Regions from separate parts of the Sus scrofa genome. Here region 1 is linked to region 2. The links are chromatin contacts, called in public Hi-C maps. All regions are on one chromosome and are shown on one strand. The core of a region is the stretch at or near the end of the contact, and the rest is flanking DNA. Distances in the headings are between cores, read along the strand shown.

What was found. A called contact is a pair of places that touch in the nucleus more often than the background predicts.
Region 1: a Hi-C map of alveolar macrophages shows a contact between it and region 2, with 1.6 times the contacts expected there. The contact joins the promoter of MAPKBP1 here to the enhancer-like site in region 2. A contact is called at or near these places in 5 of 47 Hi-C or Micro-C datasets (alveolar macrophages, brain, embryonic fibroblasts and 2 more).

The regions. Positions count from the first base shown.
Region 1 is chr1:129,587,541-129,590,416 of Sscrofa11.1, reverse strand. MAPKBP1 (mitogen-activated protein kinase-binding protein 1) reads left to right here and starts at 1,333. Exons shown (of 32, transcript XM_021097365.1): 1 at 1,333-2,475.
Region 2 is chr1:129,440,806-129,443,960 of Sscrofa11.1, reverse strand. The region is part of intron 4 of EHD4 (EH domain-containing protein 4); the gene reads right to left. Among named protein-coding and RNA genes, the nearest start is that of SPTBN5, 19 kb to the left of the region's middle. Within about 2 kb of position 1,565, at least 17 of the 83 cell types and tissues checked have an H3K27ac peak or open chromatin away from gene starts, as enhancers often do. A contact at or near this core is called in alveolar macrophages, where this site is marked.

The DNA of each region.
Region 1 (2,876 bases), core at 84-2,583, 150 kb before region 2:
ATTACCTAATTTGGAAAAAAGGGAATAATGCTTCTACTCACATTGGACCTGGGACTTTTTTTTTTTTTTTTTTTTTTGGTCTTTTTGCCTTTTCTAGGGCCGCTCCCGAGGCATATGGAGGTTCCCAGGCTAGGGGTCTAATTGGAGCTGTAGCCACTGGCCTATGCCACAGCAACAGCAACACCAGATCCTTAACCCACTGAGCAAGGCCAGGGATTGAACCCAAAACCTCATGGTTCCTAGTCGGATTCGTTAACCACTGAGCCACGACGGGAACTCCATGGGCCTGGGACTATTATTTTCTGAGCTTAAAGCCTCTTCCCAACTTGGCACTTAAAAGGCTGCAGGGTTGGGAGTTCCCTTGTGGCACAGTGGGTTAAAGATCTGGTGTTGTCACTGCTGCAGCTTGGGTCACTGCTGTGGCACGGGTTCAAACCCTAGCCTGGGCATGGCCAAAAAATAAAGATAAAAAAAGGCTGCTTGGTACATACGTATCATAGACAATAAAGGTTGGATTAAATTGTGAAGGATTAAAAATATGTGGTTTTGGCCCTAAACTGGAAGCATCTAGATTCTAGACTAAAGAAATCTCTTCATTACACTGTTCTCAGTTTTTCGCTTAGATCAGCTTAGACAAGGAAAGCAGGAGCTTATATTGTCTCTGCAACTTCAGCTTCAGATGGGAATAAATTGTGGAGCATTTTCTCTGTGGGGATAAACCAGGGTAGCTTTGGATAGAAAATGTCCAATGGCATTTTGTAAACCCGTTTCCTGGCCATGAGTTACGTAGGTGAGAAAACCACTAGTGGACACAAAAATGATCTGGAGAGAATGAGGAACAACTTTAGTGGGTAAAGATGGTGGTTGCTGGGGAATGCAGCACGCAAGTAAGGACACCAGGTGGCACTCTTTATTCACTAGCATTGTTATATTGAGTTCTCTTCCCCACCCCGCCAAAAAAGAAAAAATCACAGGCTAGCAAGGAGTTGAGGAACCAATCCCTTTTCTTACTGTTGTGGCTAATGACTCTTGCTGCCTCCTCCAGATTTGAGAAATGTGAAAACTCCATTTTATATTTCATTACATCAGCAGTACATGGTTGAAGGGAAGGAAGAAGCCTCATACTTCCAGTAGCCATTGCCATTTGGTCTTCTAGGAGATGACTTTCCTGATCTTTGTGTCAATTTGTTAGCTTTACAGTTCTCATTTTAATACCTGCTGCGGTACACACAAGTACATACCTGTTTTGCCGTTTGTCTGTACAAGAGCCTTCATTTCAATCGGTTTAGGAATCTTTCCCTCTTGCTAACTTGTCATCTCCCCCAAGGGTTCCAAGGACCTGGATTGGATAAGATACATCAGTGTTCTGTTTTTCTGGGGCCCAAGTCTTTGGGCATAGGCTAACCTCTTTGTAAGGTAATTTCTCAAAGTAGCAGTGATTCGGGAAGGTTCCTAGAAAATAAACTTAGGCTGAGGTACATATGAAGTACTCTGTAAAGTATTTCTGTGCATGCTCCACCACACCCCCTGTCCCATGTGCTATTAAAACTATTAAATCTAGTGCCAGCAAGCTTAGAAGTGACCTCGCCAAAGGGAAAAGATTTCAGAAGTAAATTTTGACAGGAATATGGAAAGATCTGGAGGAACAAAGTCCTGTATTACTCTGGATGAGAACTCGATGGGACATTGGAGGCTAAAGAAACCATGAAACATTATTTCCCATAGGCACATCGACACACTTCAGCTCTCCGAAATCTCTTCTAGGCCATCAGCTCCCTCCCCTTTATTCTGTGGGGGCCAATTGTGTTGCCTAGTTCAGTACACTTCTCAGCGATCAAAAGAGTTACTCATTTCCACGTAGGTCAACGTGCTGGACAGGCGGCGAGCAGAAACTATTTTAACCGCTTTAAATCCCAGCGCTTGGGGGGTCCATGGGAACAGAGCCTTTTGGCTGTACCTCACTCTTGTAATTCTGAGCTGGAAGTTAGTTTCCCCGCTGGTCCCTGGGGCCTATCTAATGCCAATTGTAGTACCTTGGGGGCGTGGCTACCGTCTAGTTGGGGCTCTGGGAAGTGCATTTCTCTGGGGGTGACCAGGCCTGATAATACCATAAAAGGCTTGATTTTCTCAATTCTGAAGCCGCGTTCTGCAGACCTTCTTCTAGGAACAATACCCACGACTGCTTGGTGGTGAATCCGTGGTTCTTGGGTCCCTGCCCTTTACTTCCTGGGCTGTTTCGTTGCCCCGCCCCCACAAGCCGTAGCCGTCCACTCTAGAAACGCCCTCATGCGTACAGACCGCACCCCCTGCCTCGGCTCCTCCTACCCAGCCCAAAGCTGAGCCCTGGCGGTAGTTCGCGTTTTGAGCCGCTCGTGCCACCATAGCTTCTGCTGCCGCTGCCCCGGTGGAGCTGAAATCGCTGAGCGCGATGCCTGAGGGCGCTGTGAGCCGGGCGGCCCCGGCGCCCGGGGGCTGGTGAGCCTGGGCCCGAGCGGGGGCGCTGGCGAGTGGCAGGGGCTTCTGAGGGAGCTGAAAGTGAAAAAGGTCTAGGGCTCCTGTGGAGGGCCGAGAGCGAGCTCAGGAGGGTCGTGGGTGGGGGAGGGAGGCTCCTGTGGCAGAACGTGTTGCAGGGCCACAAGGCGACCCGCCGACCTGAGTCCCCCTGCGGGCGCCAGCGCAGGTGCCCAGGCCCCCTGCGGGACTCCTTGGTGGCCTCCTTCTTTGGACGCTGCAGTTGCCATGAGAACAGTTGGGAATTAACGGGAATCAGACCGGCCACTAACCCTTCTAGGGCCCATCCCATCCTTTCAGTTGAACGCTTCTGGCAGGTGTGGGCCTTGCATTTCTTCACAGCTGAGACTTTTTAACTCTCTTTT
Region 2 (3,155 bases), core at 316-2,815:
CAGACTCTGTTTCCTGCCCCCCTTCGTGGCATGGTACCGCCCCAGGAACACGCTGGCACTGAGCAGCTGAGGCTGGAAACATCCGTACTTCAAACATTTTCTTTATGAAAAGGAACAAGCCAGATACTATTCTTAGGGAGAAAAAAAAGGACAAGCTTTCTTCCTAGAAGTAAGCTCAGCAAGTTGACCGCCCCCTGCCCCCCACCTCCACACAAGGGCTTTCATTATTCCCAGCATCGGGACACAGCAGCGTTCTGTGCCTTTCTAAACCCAGGCCCTGCTGGCCCCTTCACGGGGCCCAGGGCTCAAGGATAGCAGTGAAGTCCCATGTACTTGGCTCCTCCAGTGAGCTTTCCGCTCTTTATTTATTTCTATGACTGAACACAGCTGCATCTTGAGTCCATTGGCCTTCAGCAACGACTTGTAAATTAAAAAGGAGGGAATGGGATGGACTAGGAGTTTGGGGTTAGTGGATGCAAACTATCGCATGTGGAGTGGATAAGCAATGAGATTCTGCTGAACAGCACAGGGAACTATATCTAATCACTTGTGATGGAACATGATGGAGGATAATATGAGAAAAAGAATGTGTATAAATGTATAACTGGGTCACTTTGCTGCCCAGAAGAAATTGACAGAACATCGTAAATCAACTATAATAAAAAAAATTAAAAAAAAAAAAAGTCCATGGGCGTCGAAAAGTAGTTCAAAAGATCTCGAAATCTGCAAAGGCCATGGCATCATTTACCAGCCTTGGTTATAAAATCACATTGGGTATTAGGTATCCTGAAGGTTAAGTTCAGCAGTATTAGCTGGAGAAGAGAAAGATCCCATGCTGGAGGTGTCTGTCTGTGTGTGTTTGTGTCACTAAATGGGCAAAAACAGACTTCCTGCCATCAAGCATCAGGCCCAGGACGAGTGGGGGAGGGAAACCATTTCAGGAGAGCTGCAAATAAGTGGATTTACGTGCCTTGCAGAACTGGAACAAAAGTGGCCACAGTTCCGGGAGGAAAGCAGCTTGTACCAGGAAGAAAAGATAAAAAGCAGCGAGTCACAGGTGCACATGTGACTCCAGATCATCTGTGCCACAGGGAAGAGGGCATGAGTGGGCTGGGTGCAAATCTGAGTGGGGAGGAAGAGCAGATCCAGGGATGATGGGTGGGGCCCGCTGCTGGGGGGGTGGCTTTTTCATCATGGAGAGGGAGGCTGCCCTGTGAGTACACTGGCAGGAGGGCAGTGATAATGGGCAATGAGGATGTCAGGTGCTGGTCACCTGCCAGCAGGTAGCCTCAGTGGAGCCCTCCCCACCCCCACTCCACGCTGGCCCCTGCTCGGGGCGCAGTGTCCACATCCCAGCAGCACACAGCCCACCATTCCGTAACAGAGGGGTTTGCCCTCCACCAGACTAGGCTACCCAGCCTTGGTCCAGGGGTGCTCAACAGCTGTTGACCAAATGAGGCAAAGTGGTGGTCGACTCCAGGAGGCCAGCCTGTGGGCCCCAGGGCCAGGGCAGAAGCCATTCACAGAGCAGCAAGAGGAAGTGGGAAGGGACATGGGTTCTTTGCTACCAGAAAACAAAGAAGTGAACTGACCGCACTTCCTGACCTGGGTATCAGTGGATTTGGAGGGCAGGCTGAGAAAAGGTTCTAGTGGAAGGGACAAGGCTGAAGCAGAAGGTGAGACTGAGAGCCAGGAGGGCTTTTAGTCCAAACTTTGTTACTAGTGGATTAGGTGACCCTGAAGAAATCACTCATCCTACCTTGGGCTTGTAAAACTAGGGAGTCAGGATAGACCTCTGGTTCCCAAACTTGGCTGATCATCAGAATCACCTGGAGATTACGTGTACACATGCACACCTGTATCAGGGCTCTGGGTGCTTCGGATGATCACAGGGACTAGATAAACTCTAGAGGCACTTATGGCCTTAGACGAATGTGACTTTATGAAATATACACATAATTTTTTTTTGGTCTTATTTTAGGACCGCACCTGCAGCATATGGAGATTCCCAGGCTAGGGGTTGAATTGGAGCTGTAGCCACTGTTCTACACCACAGCCACAGCACCAACACCAGATCCTTAACCCACCGACTGAGGCCAGGGATCAAACCTGTGTCCTCATGGATGCTAGTCAGATTCCTTTCCGCTGAACCATGATGGGAACTCCATACACATAATTTTAAAAGAACAATTTTTTCCATACTTTTTCTTCGAGGAGTCTCACATGCTCCTTGCTCTTCAGAGATAGGACAGAATGGACTATACTACTTGGGGTGGTCAGCAGATTATCACCCACCCTCCTGGGGCACAGACTCCTGGGGCTGCTGAAAGGCTGAGCTGCGGGGTGGGGTTGGGGGAGCGGGAGCCATCACCTGGAAAGGGGAGGTGGCGAGCCTCTCAAACCAGCACATGTGGCAGGCTGGGCTGAGCCAACCTTCCTCTTGAGGCCCCTCTGTGTCCAGGCGGTGACACAGAGTTCCCTGCCTTAGGCACAGAGTGATGAGTGGTGGTATCGCGGCACCCCACTGGTCCCATCAATGCTATCTCTCTGGCTCAGCAGGTTACATTCCCACCATCCTAACATAACAGCAGCTTCCGGTCGGTGAGCGCATGGATGCCTCCCCATGCGCCAGGTGCTACACCAAGCACTCTGCACACCAGGTCCGCTGAACCCTCCCATGCACCCCAGGGTATGTTCTTACTGGCTCCATTTTACAGATGAGAAAACAGGTTTGGAAAGGTTGAGTCATCTGCCCAAGATCACAGAACTAGGAGCCAGACTCTAAAGAGGGATGTGGGAGTTCCTGTCCTGGCTCAGTGGAAATGCATCTGACCATTATCCATGAGGTTGCAAGTTAGATCCCTTGCCTTGCTCAGTGGGTTAAGGATCTGGCGTTGCCGTGAGCTATGGTGTAGGTCACAGATGCAGCTTGGATCTAGTGTTGCTGTGGCTGTGGTGTAGGCTGGCAGATACAGCTCCAAGTCGACCCCTAGCCTGGGAACCTCCAAATGCTGCAAGTGTGGCCCTAAAAAGATAGGAGGGGAAAAAAAAAAAAGAGGGATGTGTATGGTGAGGCTCTCTTCGAAGCCTGTTTCACATCCTTCTCCCTGAGGTTCCTGGGAGCCCCCTTTCCCTGAGGGAGGAGAGCAGGGGGA